Linked DNA regions of Mus musculus: region 2 is linked to region 1. The links are chromatin contacts, called in public HiChIP or PLAC-seq maps. All regions are on one chromosome and are shown on one strand. The core of a region is the stretch at or near the end of the contact, and the rest is flanking DNA. Distances in the headings are between cores, read along the strand shown.

Region 1 (6,904 bases), core at 1,579-4,078:
TACTTCTTTCACTCCTGCTAGGGCAGGAAGCACACTTCCACAGCCAGACATCCGTTGGGATCCCTCAGTGGGCAAATAGGCAGAGCGACAGATTTGTATCAGGAAAAAGGTAGAGTGAGCAGCATAGTGCCATCCACTGCTAAATTCCCCGGGGCTGGGGCCAGCTCAGTAGAAATGACACTGAAGGTTTATGCTTGTGCCAGCATGAAACTACATACCCTTGCAATGAACATGAGTCCACCTCTATGTTTACCTCAGACACCTGAAGCAGAAAAGGATCTATGTATGTCCTGACCTAACATTTTGCCCATGTCTTTGTCCAGGCTGTGAAGTCTAAAACTGGCCCAGGGGAACATCTCCGAAACTCCCTGTGGCACACAGGGGACACCAGCGACCAGGTCAGGCTGCTGTGGAAGGACTCCAGGAATGTGGGCTGGAAGGACAAGGTCTCCTACCGCTGGTTCCTGCAGCATAGGCCCCAGGTGGGCTACATCAGGTAGGCTGAGGGCCCTTCTGCCGTGGGTGGGGAGGACCAAGCTGCAGAGCTAAGGTACTTCAGGGGGGGCCATGCTTTGGGTGTGCTCTTAGGGAAGTGTGAGGGAGGAGCTGATGAAGGGGACAGCAGAGACGAGATGCTGAGATGGTACCCAGACATTCCCGAGACTCCTCCAGGCCCCATGGAACCTAGTCCACACTGACCAAAGAGCCCCCTTGCAGTCTGTCCTCGCTACTGGGTCATGAGTCCCACAAGGGCAGCCTCTGTGGTTTGGGTCTCACTAGTGTTCATCACAATGCCTGGCACGGACTGTGCAAGAGAGAACTGTTCATCCCGGGACTGGTGTGATGGCCTCGGCTTCTTTATAGGACTGTTTTGTTTCTGTTGCTGCTGTTTTGTGTGTTCAACTGCTCTTGTTGAAATGCAGTCAGGGTTCACGCCCCAGACTTGCAGCACGTGTGTGGTGTGCTCCGGGGTATGTGGGTTGCAGCTTCCTAGCCAGGGTGGGAGGTACCAGGTAGACGGATGCATCTAGTGAAAATAAGGCAGTGAGAGCTGATTCATGCTCTGTTCTCTGTGCCCTTGTGTCACCTGCCTCTGTTCACCACACAGGGAGACCAGGTGTGGCCAGGCCCTTACCTGATGGAGCTCAATGTGCCTTTTCTGTTCCAAAAATGAAATCAGAGCTATAAAAATATGATCCTTCTAAGTATATAATTTTAGAAAAGTCCATCTGAACCCTAAAACTGCAGAGAAATAAGAATTGATTGCTATACAACCAAAGGAAATAGCTCCTTGGAACCATTCCTAGACTCACATGAAGGTGGCATTTAAACACAGAGTAGTGTGTCTGAGAATTAAGTATTACAGTGGTGTTGACAATACCCATACAGGAGCCAACTCTTAATTTTCGAACAGAACGGCATGCTCAGGCACTTCTTGGTTTACCCTGGGGAATTAATTGGGGAGTTTAACTTAAAATCAATGCAGAAGAAAATGATGCTCGGGCTGGAGAGATGGCTCAGTGGGTAAGAGCACTGACTGCTCTTCCAAAGGTCCCGAGTTCAAATCCCAGCAACCACATGGTGGCTCACAACCATCTGCAATGAGATCTGATGCCCTCTTCTGGTGTGTCTGAAGACAGCTACAGTGTACTCATATATAATAATAAATAAATCTTAAAAAAAAAAAAGAAAATGATGCTCAGGGTAAAACGCCATTGCCTCTCCGAGGCGAGGCGCAGCTCACCTTCCCCATGACACTCCACAAGGGTACAGAGCACAGGGCAAGCTTTGGCTAACTCACTCCGGGGTATTGAAGGCTGGCATCCAGGGGCTTCTGTCCCTCAGTGCTACTATGACAACTGAAATTGCCCCCACAACTGCCTAAAGCTACTGATCAAGGCTCTGAGAGTCCACCAGTGAAATCAGCTAGACCAAAGAAGAAAGCGCAGGGCTTCTAGGTACAGTATCCAGAGAAAATAACTCACAAGACAGTGAAGCCACAAAACCACTTGTCCGTGATGTCAAGCTATTTTGTTTTAATTCACCAGCAAGTACCGATCCAGGAACTATGCACCTGACACCATGCTGGGCCTGTTAAAAACCAAGTTAGGGAGCCGTGGACTCTTGGTTCCTGTCCTGGGGAACTTCTAACCTCACTGGGGAGGGACCAACTAGAGTTAGTGGAAAACAACATGTCTGAATAAAGAGGTAAGTACAAGAGTCGGAAGTGGCACCATGTTCCTCACCGTGGACACCTGTGCTCTCTGCAGGGTGCGCTTTTATGAAGGCTCGGAGTTGGTGGCTGACTCTGGGGTCACCATAGACACCACCATGCGTGGAGGCCGACTTGGTGTGTTCTGCTTCTCTCAAGAAAACATCATCTGGTCCAACCTCAAGTACCGCTGCAACGGTAACCTTCATGCTGAGTGCCCCTCAACAGCACAGGGGAGCAACCAAGAAATCTTATTTCTATAACATGCATCCTCCCACCCCGCCCCCCCCCCCCGCCCCAAAGCCTCACCACCACGTGCGTGATGGTGATGTACCCTGCATAACATAAGAGGAAGGCAGAGCCAGGCTTTCCTGCTTCCCAAATCTGAAAATTGAAACCCATAGAATTTAACTGCATGTTTTAGAGTTAGGGGTTCGGTGAGAAATTCCGTCAGTTTAATTTACAGGCAGCCTTTCTTTTTCATTAGACTCAAACATAATCACAGACTAAAAAGGCACTCTGCCTGCTAATTTTCCCTAGGCCTATGAATAAGCCCTGCTGGGCTTTAAGCCAAGGATTTGCAACAAAGCAACCTGAAGTAGAAAATGGCTGCGAGCCTGTGGGAGTCTCAGGCGAGCTGACAGCGCCCCCTACAGGAGGCCTGGGCGGCATGTGGTGGCCATGATTCCAGCCTGGAAGGATCCTCATTAACTAACTACCACCCCGATTCTTGTTGCAGACACCATACCAGAGGACTTCCAGGAGTTCCAGACCCAGAGTTTCGACCGCTTGGATAATTGAGCCAAGAAGCAATCCCACAACTGCCTTCTCAAACACCAAAAGCAACATCTTTTTTAAAACTTCCTATAATTCTCTTTATATTATCATGGCTTTTCTTTTACCAGCCCAAATACGTCAAAACTTTTTATATGAATGTGGAAATAAAGAAGAGACTATTTCTAATAACCATGGTGCTCAGTCGTTTCTAATGGAAGCTCAGGCTTTGGTGATGTGTGTTGTTTTCTGAGGAATCCTTGATAAACTTACCAGATTGGTTTTATTCCCCCACCCCCACCCCCTTGAGTATGTACTGTGTGCCACGGAGCACGGGTATGAACCGGACAGCCAAACCAAAGGTCATTTCTGGGGTGACCCTATTTAGTGCCATGCTAAAGCCTGCTTTCTGTTCACACAGACTCCTCATTCTTGGAATGTAGTCTCCAGGGAAGCCCCCCACCCCCACCCCAGGCTTCGGGAGGAGGTGACATCCTGAGAAACCTGAACTAAGCTTGCCTTGTTCTTCTGACACCCTTCCCTCAGCCTTTCTGTCACCTCCTTCCACAGACACTTACGGATTTGGCTCCCCCTAGCGTCCTGTGAGTCAAATGGAAGAAAACAGATCTTGTCATTCTATGTCTGTCACTGTATTCAGATCCCACAGTACCAGGCAGGAAGCAAACAGCCAGTAAGCATTCGCTGGGCAGTGAAGGGAGAGTGGCTGCCTTTGAGGTAACAAAAACAGTGGGATGTAGGGTCTGGTGACAATGACAGTAGAGCCAGTCACCATGTGTACAGGGCAGAAGCTTTCTGCAGCTGTGTACTAGCCGATACTTTCCAGTAGTCAATCAAGATACCCAGAAATTTTATAAATCCCCTTGAGATTTAATTCTAAAGAAGTTTGGCAATTTATTTTATTATTATTTTATGGTTTTAGATGGGTTCTCATATAAACCAGACTGGTCCCAAACTCTCTGTGTGACCAAAGATCACCGTGAGCTTCTGGTCCTCCTGCCCCGACTTCTTCATACTAGGTTTAAAGGTATGCATCATACCTGGTTTCGTGTCCTGCTAGGTATTGAATTCTAGGCATACTAAACCAGCTGAGCCTCAACCACAGCTCAGCAATGTATTTTTCATTCCCATAATTCCCTAGAGTATCATAAATTATAAACATTCCTCCCACTTTTACCATGGCTATAGTATTCAGAGTTCACATGGCTGCCAATGACTCTTCTCAATCTCTGGGTGAAACACATCTACAGCCCTTCCTAAATTCCGAAATCCCTGGGCAGGGAGGGGGACTCAATGACAGGAAATGGTTACCTTTCAAGCACCCCTCTTTTACAGCTAACACCAAGGTAGCTTCTGAGCTCTACCACTCTCATTCTTCACTCTATAGTACAGGTACCTGTAGAGCTATTCGGATGCTCTCGCTCTGGGCCTCTCGGTGTTTTACCAGGCACTGTGAGGAAGGTTCCAGATCTTCTTCTGGAGAAATACTTCTTATCACTGAAGCCTATCAAAGCATGTACACAAAATACTGTCATCCACTAGGCAGGCGTGTTGTCTGATCAGATCTAGGGAGTCTAGGTTTAATCTTTGCAGCATCCTTCAGATCTCACCTTCTTCCTGTCCCCTCTTGTGTGATGTTCCCTCTGCCTTGGTGGGATTGATATAGGTGTCTCACTGAGAGCTGAACACTCGGACAGTCAATCTCGGGGCTTTGAAGGGTTGAGGCTCCTCTGCTTCCACTTCAGCTGGAGCATCCCTGGTCAGGGTTGACAACAGTGCCAGTCTATAAATGCTTAGAAGGCAGATTGTCAACATGTCAACGTATTGAAACAACAATAGGTTTCCTCTAGATCCTGTCATCTCCCAAGCTCTTGACCAGGTTTACAATACCGGACGTGAATTCCCTCCTGTGCGGCGGGCCTCCCATCATCCAATTAGAAAGCAGATCTTTGCCCCCCATAACCTTCATATCCTGTTGCACCAGTACAAACATTTTGCATGTTGGGGCCACTACTAGGGAAGACCATGGACATCTTTTCTCTCTTGAGAAGCCTGCATAACACTGTGAAGGCTAACAGACAGGGAGGAGGTTTTCCGGTCAGTTCTAGCTCTTTCTCTAAGAGATCCTGTAAATCCAACTTGATATGAATGGTCCCGGAGTTGAAGCAGACACAATCACTCACTATGTGAAGTCATTCCAATGTTTGTCCTGTCCTGATTGCTTCCAATGCTTAGGGTGGAGGAGACATCGCTGTGAGGAAAGCCCATGCCTGGGTGAAATCACAGAGGATATAGGGGAGAGTATCACCCAGGGTACAGGAGGAGGCAAAGAAAAGGAGTCATAGGCATTCTGCCCCTGCCTGATCAGGATAGGAGACCCTTCCTTCCCCACCCAGGGCACCAGCCTGTGTTTCACAAACAGAAGTGAGTGTCTGTTTCTTCACTATTCAGGTGGGCTCCAGAGTTAAGGATGATGTCAGAGGCACAGGAGGTAGTCACTATTATTTAAATTCCATCGAGCATCATTTTATGGTCCAGATTAGAAAGCTAACAGGGAAGGAAGCAGCTAATTAGTGTAAATAAGTAAACAAGTAAACAGAGTTTAAAATACCTGACCCTGAAGTAAGGCATCTTGGGAGCCAAGTGGCTGGTACCATGAACTGAGAGGAGGAGAGGTTCCGTTTGGAGCCACATGTGGGGTCCTAGCAACACTGGCTTTTTCTAGAATAGATTTCATTCTTTTTACCTTCCCTTATGTGTGTCATCCAATGCATGGTGGACAGACAATCCTGTCAGGTTAATGTCACGGAGATGTCATTGTCGTGAAGCAAAGGTCAATTAGTGGTCACCTTAGTCACCTGATGCCCCACGTAGCACAGCCCACAGTTGCATCAGCCTCTAGCCATTGGTTGCCCCATCTCCTCTGCCTGTCTGTCCTACTCTCATAATGATGAACACCTCATGTATAGACTAATGCTTTTCTCTTGAGCCTAAGTTCTTTTTCAGGTGGCAGTAGAATGCTTATCCTAAGGTCATTTGAAACTACAACCAAAATAACCCTTTCCTCTTTGCAAACAGATCCTCATAAATGCCATAACAATAAAGGAATGTTGGTTAACACAGGAGCAGGCAGGGATAGGGGGACCATAGGGGATATAGACCCACAGATCCCTCCTGAAGTGACCATGGCCACACCTAGCCCCATACTTTGAATGGAATAGACCACCTAGGGCCTTGAGTCTGTTTGAACCCGAATAATCTTGCATTTATTTCCCCAAATCCTAAACTTCCCCCATGGGCCTATTTTGGGTGTATGATCCCCCATGGGCCTATTTTGGGGTGTATGAAAGTCAGTTGTTCTAGGTCGCTGACACATCCACCACCACCTCTATGGAATTCGTCTACTCCCCACCCAAATGGAATGGTTGGACTCAGGGAAACATGAGAAGGAAGTGGGGTTAACTGTCTCCACATCTGAACCACCTCAGAGGTCAATTGCCTTACTGATGCTTTTCTGTTGCTGTGACAACACATCATGACCAGAGTAACTTATAAAGGAAAACATTTAATTTGAGGACTCATAGTTCCATAAGATTAGTCTGTGACCATTACAGTAGGGAGCATGGCATCAGGCAGACAGGCATGGCACTGCAGCAGTAACTGAGAGAGTTTACATCCTGAACCACAAACATAAGGCAGAGAGGACTGACCATTAATGCCATGTGCTTTTGAAACCTAAAAGCTGACACTGCTGCCCCTCCCAATCCTTCCCAAACATTTCCACAAAATGAGGATCAAGCATTCAAATATATGCACTTACGGGGGCCATCCTCATTCAAACCACCACATTAATGATCTAAAGAATAAGCTTATCTTTGACCATCTTGGGCCTCCTGAAAA
Region 2 (6,904 bases), core at 2,670-5,169, 160 kb before region 1:
CTGTAATCACATAGTCACACCTGACTCAGAGCCCTGACACAGTCACTTTCCAGTCACCGTGAGGCTGGAGGCCAGCCTTCTTGCATCCTGAGAAATGATATTGGCCCAGCAGCAAAACCTGGTGGGAGTCATGTCTGACAGACAGGCCCAGCCAGCCATGTCGTGGACCCTTGTGCAGCGGCAGCATTTGACTGTGGTGGCCCTTTACTGCTTTTACTTCTACCTCGAAGGGATGGTTGATTCCATAAGAAAGGAGGAGTGTGGCATTGTGATGAGGACCCATCCTCTTGGCTGCTTTGCTAATTAACAAACATTTGCAGGTGCCTACTGTATGCCAGGCACTGCTCTGGAATCTGAGGGACAATTGTGAACAAATAGAAAATGTCTTTGCTTTTGTAAGGTGTATGTCTTAGTGTGGGATTGGGGAGGAGATCAAGGGTAAGTGAGAAGTTGTTCAAATACTGTCTAGTTGAAGGCAGTGGGGGCGAGGGATAGAATGAAGAGAGTAGGAGAGAGCAGTTTAACTAGTGTGTTCAGGGACGACTCATGAGCAAAGACGGGAAGGATGTGAAGCAATAAACTGGACAGATGTGCAGGATTCCATGCAAGACTCCAAGGACCAGGAGGCACCTCGCTAGAGGGAACAGTGTTCCAACAGTGGTAGGAGGTGGTTGACAGAGGCATTGAAGGGACATCAGACATCTGCAGTGGCTTGAATAACATGGCATCTGCTATGGCATAGATTTTTAAAAACATCCTCAGGGATTAAACAAGAGATTAGAGAAAACAAGTAACAACGAGGGACTCCAAGCAATCGGCTTGAGAAACTCAGAGGAGAGGTACCATTTAGGGCTGCCGAGAGAATTGGTTGCAAGGAAGGATAGGGACTTGGGGGTGTATTTGGGAACTATTAAGTCGAGATGCTAAACATAATTATGAGTCTGAAGAACATGAGAACAGTCTAGACTCAGGACGGGAATTTAGGATAACATTGTGATGGTTTGTATGAACTATCCACATGACAGGATATAAAGTTGTCTTTGAGGCAAATCTCTGGGCATGTCTATGATGGATTTCTGTGACTACGTTAATTGAGAGCAGAAGACCCACTTTAACTGCTATACCAAATAAAAAAAGAGAAGGCAGCCAGGCACTAGCATCCATCTCCCTTTGCTTCCTGACTGTGGATGCAGCGTGATCAGCTGCCTCAAGCTCCAACCAAACTAATACTCTTGCTGTAACAGGCTGGACCCTTGAAGTACAATCCAGCCTCCCAGCCAACAACTCTGATGATGGCTCCCTAGTTCCTGTGGCCTCAGCTGAAGCCGCCATCTCACCGGTTCCTTTTGTTCAATTTCCCTCTTAGCTGATGTGGCTGACATCTTTCTCCTAGTGGTTGGTGACAACACTCCTACACTAATTCTCCATCCCAGTCCATCCCAGTCCATCCCAGGGAACCACTGCTCAAACACTGATTTAGAGCTACCTGGTACTTACCTGGACAGTTTGGTCATTTGCCCTGAGGTGATGACCATGCCCACCTGGCAGTGTCTGGCAAGGTGCCCAGAACAACAGGCTAACAACAGTCACGGAACACCTGGTAGCAAATCTTTTGAGAGTCAGATTTTCACTGTTCTCCTACTCAGAAGAGGGGAGAAATGGGCCCCACCATGCTCAAGTGGGCAGCCTGTTCCCAGACACCCCAAACTCCAGCCTGCTGTGCCCCATCAGTTCCTCTACCTCTCCTGTCTTGATTGTACTTACCCTGCCCTCTGTCATAGCCACACCTCCACCACTCTCTGCAAGCTCCACATCTGTCTCACAATATGGATCTCTATACTATGGACATTCCATGAATATCAAATTGAACCTAATGAATTGACATTTATCTGAATTTGTGGACTAAGGTCTAGCTTGACTGACCTAAGTGACATTTTGAAGCATTTGCTCTGGTCCAGTGATGACATCCCCAGAATACTATCCATCCATGTAGTCATCAATTTAATAGCTATTTCTAGAATTTACTCTGTGCCAAGCACTAAAAACACAACAGTGAGCAAACCCTTACAGCTCATATTTGCTTATGAATAATAAGCAAATAATTAAATAACTATGAAGCCTGCCATGGGGAGAAGTTACACTCTGATGAGGAAAGTAAGGAAGGTGGCATCTGAACAGAGTGACCAGGGACATCTCTGAGGAAGGAATATTTAAGAGGAAACATTAAATGACTAAAAACCAGTTGTGGGAAAGGTAGGAATATTGCAAACCAGGAAGGATCCCTCGAGAGGGAAAGGGGTTGGCTTTTTGAGAAAACTGTTGTGAATGGGGCAGAGGGAGATGGGCTGTGATGGAGGGGATGGGGCAGGGAAGGGCAGAGGAAGATGGGCTGTATGAGGGATGGGGTGGGGCAGTGACATTGCATGTTGAACAAGAAACTGTTTAAGAATCTTGTTCTTGGGCATGTGTGGTGATATGTAGCGAGGATTTTGGTTTCTTTGAGAATCATGGAAATAGGATTTGTTTTCATCTTAATTCCAGCTGTGAGAATGTGCAGCTGTTTCAGATTGTGCACAGCAGCTGACTGTGATTTGCCTCATGCTCTAGCAGGAGTGTGGCTTTTCTAGCTGCAGATAGTTTCTATGAATGTGTGATGTTCGTAATTCTGGGAACTTTTTGGAGGGTATAGAAATGCTAGAGCCCTGAGAGGTTGGTTATTGGCTATTGGTTGGTTGCTGTTGGTTGCTGTTGGCTGTTGGTTGGTTGCTGTTGGTTGGCTGTTGACTGTTGATTGGTTGCTGTTTGTTGCTGTTGGCTGTTGGTTGGTTGTTGTTGGTTGCTGTTGGCTGTTGGTTGGTTGCTGTTGATTGCTGGTGGTCGCAGTTTGTTAAGTGGTCATGCGCAAAGAAGAAATTAGATGCCCTGATGGAGAAGATCAAACTTGCCTCAAGGAACTCAACACCCCTAATCAGCAGGAAGTAGTCTAATGATAACGTCACCCCCTTTCCTTTCTATCCTTTTTTCTCTCCTGTATAGTCTTTGGGGGTTAAAAGAGTGAAAAAGGATAGAAGGAAGAAGAACCCACAAAGTAGCAAAACCAGCTACAGTGGCGTGAGCTTTGACTCCCAACACTTAGGAGGCAGGGGTAGGTGAACTCCGTGAGTTCCAGTCCAACCAAGACTACATAGTGGGATCTTGTCTCAGAGAAAAATCTCATTCTTGGGCTCATGGAGGAAGAAGTTTATGGGTGATGTGAACTAGAGGTTGTTACAAAAAATGGTGACAGACAATGCAGATGAGAACGGGTACCTCTCTTCCATGTTTTTTCCATGGAGAGGAGATCCAGCAGAACTTCTAATAGCATTCCTACTCTGAGAAAAAACTGAAGGAAAAAAGAAAGAATGGTTTGGGATCCAATCTGCTTGAATACTGATGCTTGTAGCAGAAAAGGGAACGGCTGAGGGAAGAGAGCAGGACTGGGGAAAGAACGAAGTGTTCCCATTTGGAAATGTTACAGTTGGGAAACTTGAGAGCCTTCTGTGACACAGCCAGGTACAGTCAGCTCCTTCCTTGGGCCTGCCCTGACTATGAAAACCCAAGACTCTGTTGAGATTGCCTGAAGTTCTTGGGGCTGAGGAGAGCCTTGGAAGGAAAGGCCTGCTGGTCTGGGAGTGAATAAGCTCTGAGAAAACTAAGAATAAGGAAACCTTGTCTCCAGTTGAGCAGACATCCAATGTTCTTGGAAACTAAGGCACGGGAGCTGGAGTGTCTGCCACTAGGGAGGAGAGGTGTTACCCAATAAGGAAGGCAGCCCCAGGCCAGCTCTCAGCTCCATTTCATGAAGGGTCTCTGGTCCTACATGCCACAGGGATGGAAACCAGATTTAAAAGGGAGCTAGGACCTGCCAGCTGGGTACTGTTCAGACATCTGTGGACAATCAATGGGCCTCTTCTGTATTCAGTTCTGCTCACAAGTCCTGATTCACACTAATAAAGGAAGCCTTTCTATTGACCGCTGTCCTGTCAAATCCACGGTGTGCTTTAGGGCTTGCTGGGCTCTGGGGAAACCCTGTAAGATGGAAGGCACTGAGCCCACTACCCACTTCTTGTAGGCAAGGATTAGGATCACTAAAGTCCTGTCCACTGTCACCCTGGGTCATAGTATACCTACCCCTTAGTCCTGGTGACCTCTGCTCTGAGACTGTGCACTCTGTGTCTCCATCAGGATGAATGGAACCCTTTTTCTCCCACTGTTCTGTGCTGATTAAGATTGCTGTGAAACATGACCTTCATCACTGCTGTGTTCCCCTGTGATAAGACTGTTCTCATTAGCCACGGGGTACTATATAACTGGACAAGATCCCATACCAAAATAGAACTTGGATCCATGGCCTGCAGTGACCTGCCCAGGACACCAGCCTCTGACCTACAACAGAGTCTGTAGCCTGTTCTGTATAGCTAACCTTACAACGAGCCAGATTGCTATCCTTGGTGACAATCCAGGAAGCTCAGCATTAGCTCTCATAACTGCCAACCCCATATGTCCAAGACTCAACTAATAGCTGACTAATACCTAATAATTTTGCTGACTTTTTCCCTGTATCCAAATTAGGACACCCACCTCCAAGAAAGCCAAATAGGAACCAAGCCATCCACATGGAGTCCCCTGTTTCAGATGGGCTACCACCTACAGCCACTACCTCCCTGCAGATTCCCATGGTGTCTGATACTGTATGCCTTTTTCCACTTCTCTTCCTGCCATTGAATTTGATGGTGTCCAGTTCCCTAGATATATTACCTCCTTTGAGATGCCATTTTTAAAGCCATTTATTGGCATTTCCTCCGTGAAGTAATAGTGAGTAACTATGTTGAGTGCTAGTATAAAGCATCAAGGAGCTGTAACAAAGACCCCCCCAAACACTGTGGTCCAAGAATGGCAGATTATATTCCTTCCTGCAGTTGTTTCTTAGGAGAGGGGCATTGTCAAGGGTGGAAGGTGACTCTCCTCAAGAATGTATTGGGACCCAGATTCACTTGTCCTCATTATTCTATTTGACCTCACTTCCCTAGTGGAACTGGCTTAGCCTCACTGTACCTGTAGTTTGGGTTTCCTGTCCACTGCCACAAGAAGGAGGGAAGGGGGCTGCAGATGAGTAGCTGCCCCATCTAGGATGTGGTCAGAAATTGGCCGCATCAGTTTCTCCTACACCTGGCAGAGCTGAGCCTCGTGGCTTCTGCCAGGTGCCAAGGAGGCTGGGACACAGAGTGTCTACAAGTACCCAGCTGAAGCTTTGTCCTCTGACTAAAATAACAAGAGACGGTGACTATGAGTGCTCCCATCACCCTAGGAACTGAGAGATGAGAAAAAAAAAAACATTGCTTTTGCCATCAGAGGACAATGGTCCATAAAGATTTGTGTGTCCTGTGAGGACTAGGGCTCCAGACCATGCACACTCTGCTCTAGCCTCTTTCCTCACACACACCCAGCCTCTCCCCTCCCATGTGCTCTGCAGAGCCATGCTGTACCTATTATCTGGCTCCTCACCCAGGCTGTGGGGTAAGGGTCACGTCCAAATTGAATTTGATTCCTCCATGGATTTCAGTGCCTATGAATAATATATACAGAAATAGATGTAGATGTAGATATAGATATAGAAGCCAAAAGCAGTTGGAAATTTATTTGAAATGACTAGTTTGTGCTCTTTCTGAAGTATGTTAAATGTAGCTTTTGAAACAGAAGCCTTGAATTGAAATTTAATACTTGAACGTTTTTGTATATATTTCTTTGTATATAATTTTGTGCAGAACCAATGACAGAAATATTGTGTCATAATAAAATCAGGTTTGTTGATCTTTCAAAAAAAAAAAAAAGAGGTTTAAAACCCTGCCCATCAGTGCTGGTGCAGGTGAGCGAGAGGGTAGCACTCCCAATTGACATCATTGACAGAGTACTTCCCCATTGGCTATCCTGGTTTATCCTTGCTCCCAGTTTCCTGTGCTTTCGCTCAACTGTGATTTCAGTTAGGGACCAAGTCTGTCTTCTACAGCATCATGCTCTATACCTGCTGAGCTCAGGCACACAGAGGATTATCACAGCCTTCTTAGGTGCCATCACCTGAGTAACCCCCAACATCCCTTCTCCCCTCACCTAGCCTTTCCATTGCCCTTCTGACAGCCCCGAGAGCACAGCAGGCACCTTAGAGAGTAGGAAAGTTGAAGGTCATGACATCAAAAGCCATGTGCTAACTCCACTAACATCATAAGCCATGTGTGCTGACTCCAATGACATCATAAGCCATGTGTTAACTCCATTGACATCATAATCCATGTGTGCTGACTCCAATGACATCATAAGCCTTGTGTTAACTCCACTGACATCATAAGCCATGTGTGCTGACTCCAATGACATCATAAGCCATGTGTGCTGACTCCAGTGACATCATAAGCCATGTGTGCTGACTCCAGTGACATCATAAGCCATGTGTGCTGACTCCAATGACATCATAAGCCACGTGTGCTGAACTCCATTGACATCATAAGCCACATCATAATACCACAATCACCATAAAACTCCCCACTGATGTTTTTCTTTGTGGAAAGGAGGCAAGCTCCTAGGTCCTTGAAGTCTGGCCTTTGGCATACAAATTTAATTTGCTAGCCTGTCCCTTACAGTGTGTTCTGCAATGTACTTTCAAGTGACACAGAGTTAATCTCTTCCCAGTAGATCCCAGTCCTGTATCCGTAACCATTCTGGGAATTCCGTGAATTTTGCTCTCAACCCACCACCATACAACTTCAGGCCAGGACTCCTCAAGCCTAAGGACAACTGGAACCCCTTCAGCTCAATGAGAGAGGTATCCAGAAGGGTGAGTGAGCAGCTCTGGGGGAGAAGAGCAAGTCCTAGC

Evidence for each region. HiChIP or PLAC-seq counts read pairs in DNA pulled down with a chosen protein or histone mark.
Region 2: an H3K27ac HiChIP or PLAC-seq map of VIP interneurons shows a contact between it and region 1, with 4 times the contacts expected there. The contact joins two enhancer-like sites. A contact is called at or near these places in 4 of 484 Hi-C or Micro-C datasets (the HL-1 cell line, cerebral cortex, cortical neurons and 1 more) and 2 of 115 datasets of contacts at active chromatin or transcription factors (VIP interneurons and heart atrium).

The regions. Positions count from the first base shown.
Region 1 is chr13:92,747,860-92,754,763 of GRCm38.p6, reverse strand. It overlaps Thbs4 (thrombospondin 4), which reads left to right. Exons shown (of 22, transcript NM_011582.3): 20 at 324-496; 21 at 2,271-2,410; 22 at 2,952-3,178. The coding sequence ends at 3,013. Among named protein-coding and RNA genes, the nearest start is that of Thbs4, 44 kb to the left of the region's middle. Within about 2 kb of position 2,828, at least 55 of the 459 cell types and tissues checked have an H3K27ac peak or open chromatin away from gene starts, as enhancers often do. A contact at or near this core is called in VIP interneurons and heart atrium, where this site is marked.
Region 2 is chr13:92,913,151-92,920,054 of GRCm38.p6, reverse strand. No RefSeq gene overlaps it. Among named protein-coding and RNA genes, the nearest start is that of Gm31630, 34 kb to the right of the region's middle. Within about 2 kb of position 3,919, at least 29 of the 459 cell types and tissues checked have an H3K27ac peak or open chromatin away from gene starts, as enhancers often do. A contact at or near this core is called in VIP interneurons and heart atrium, where this site is marked.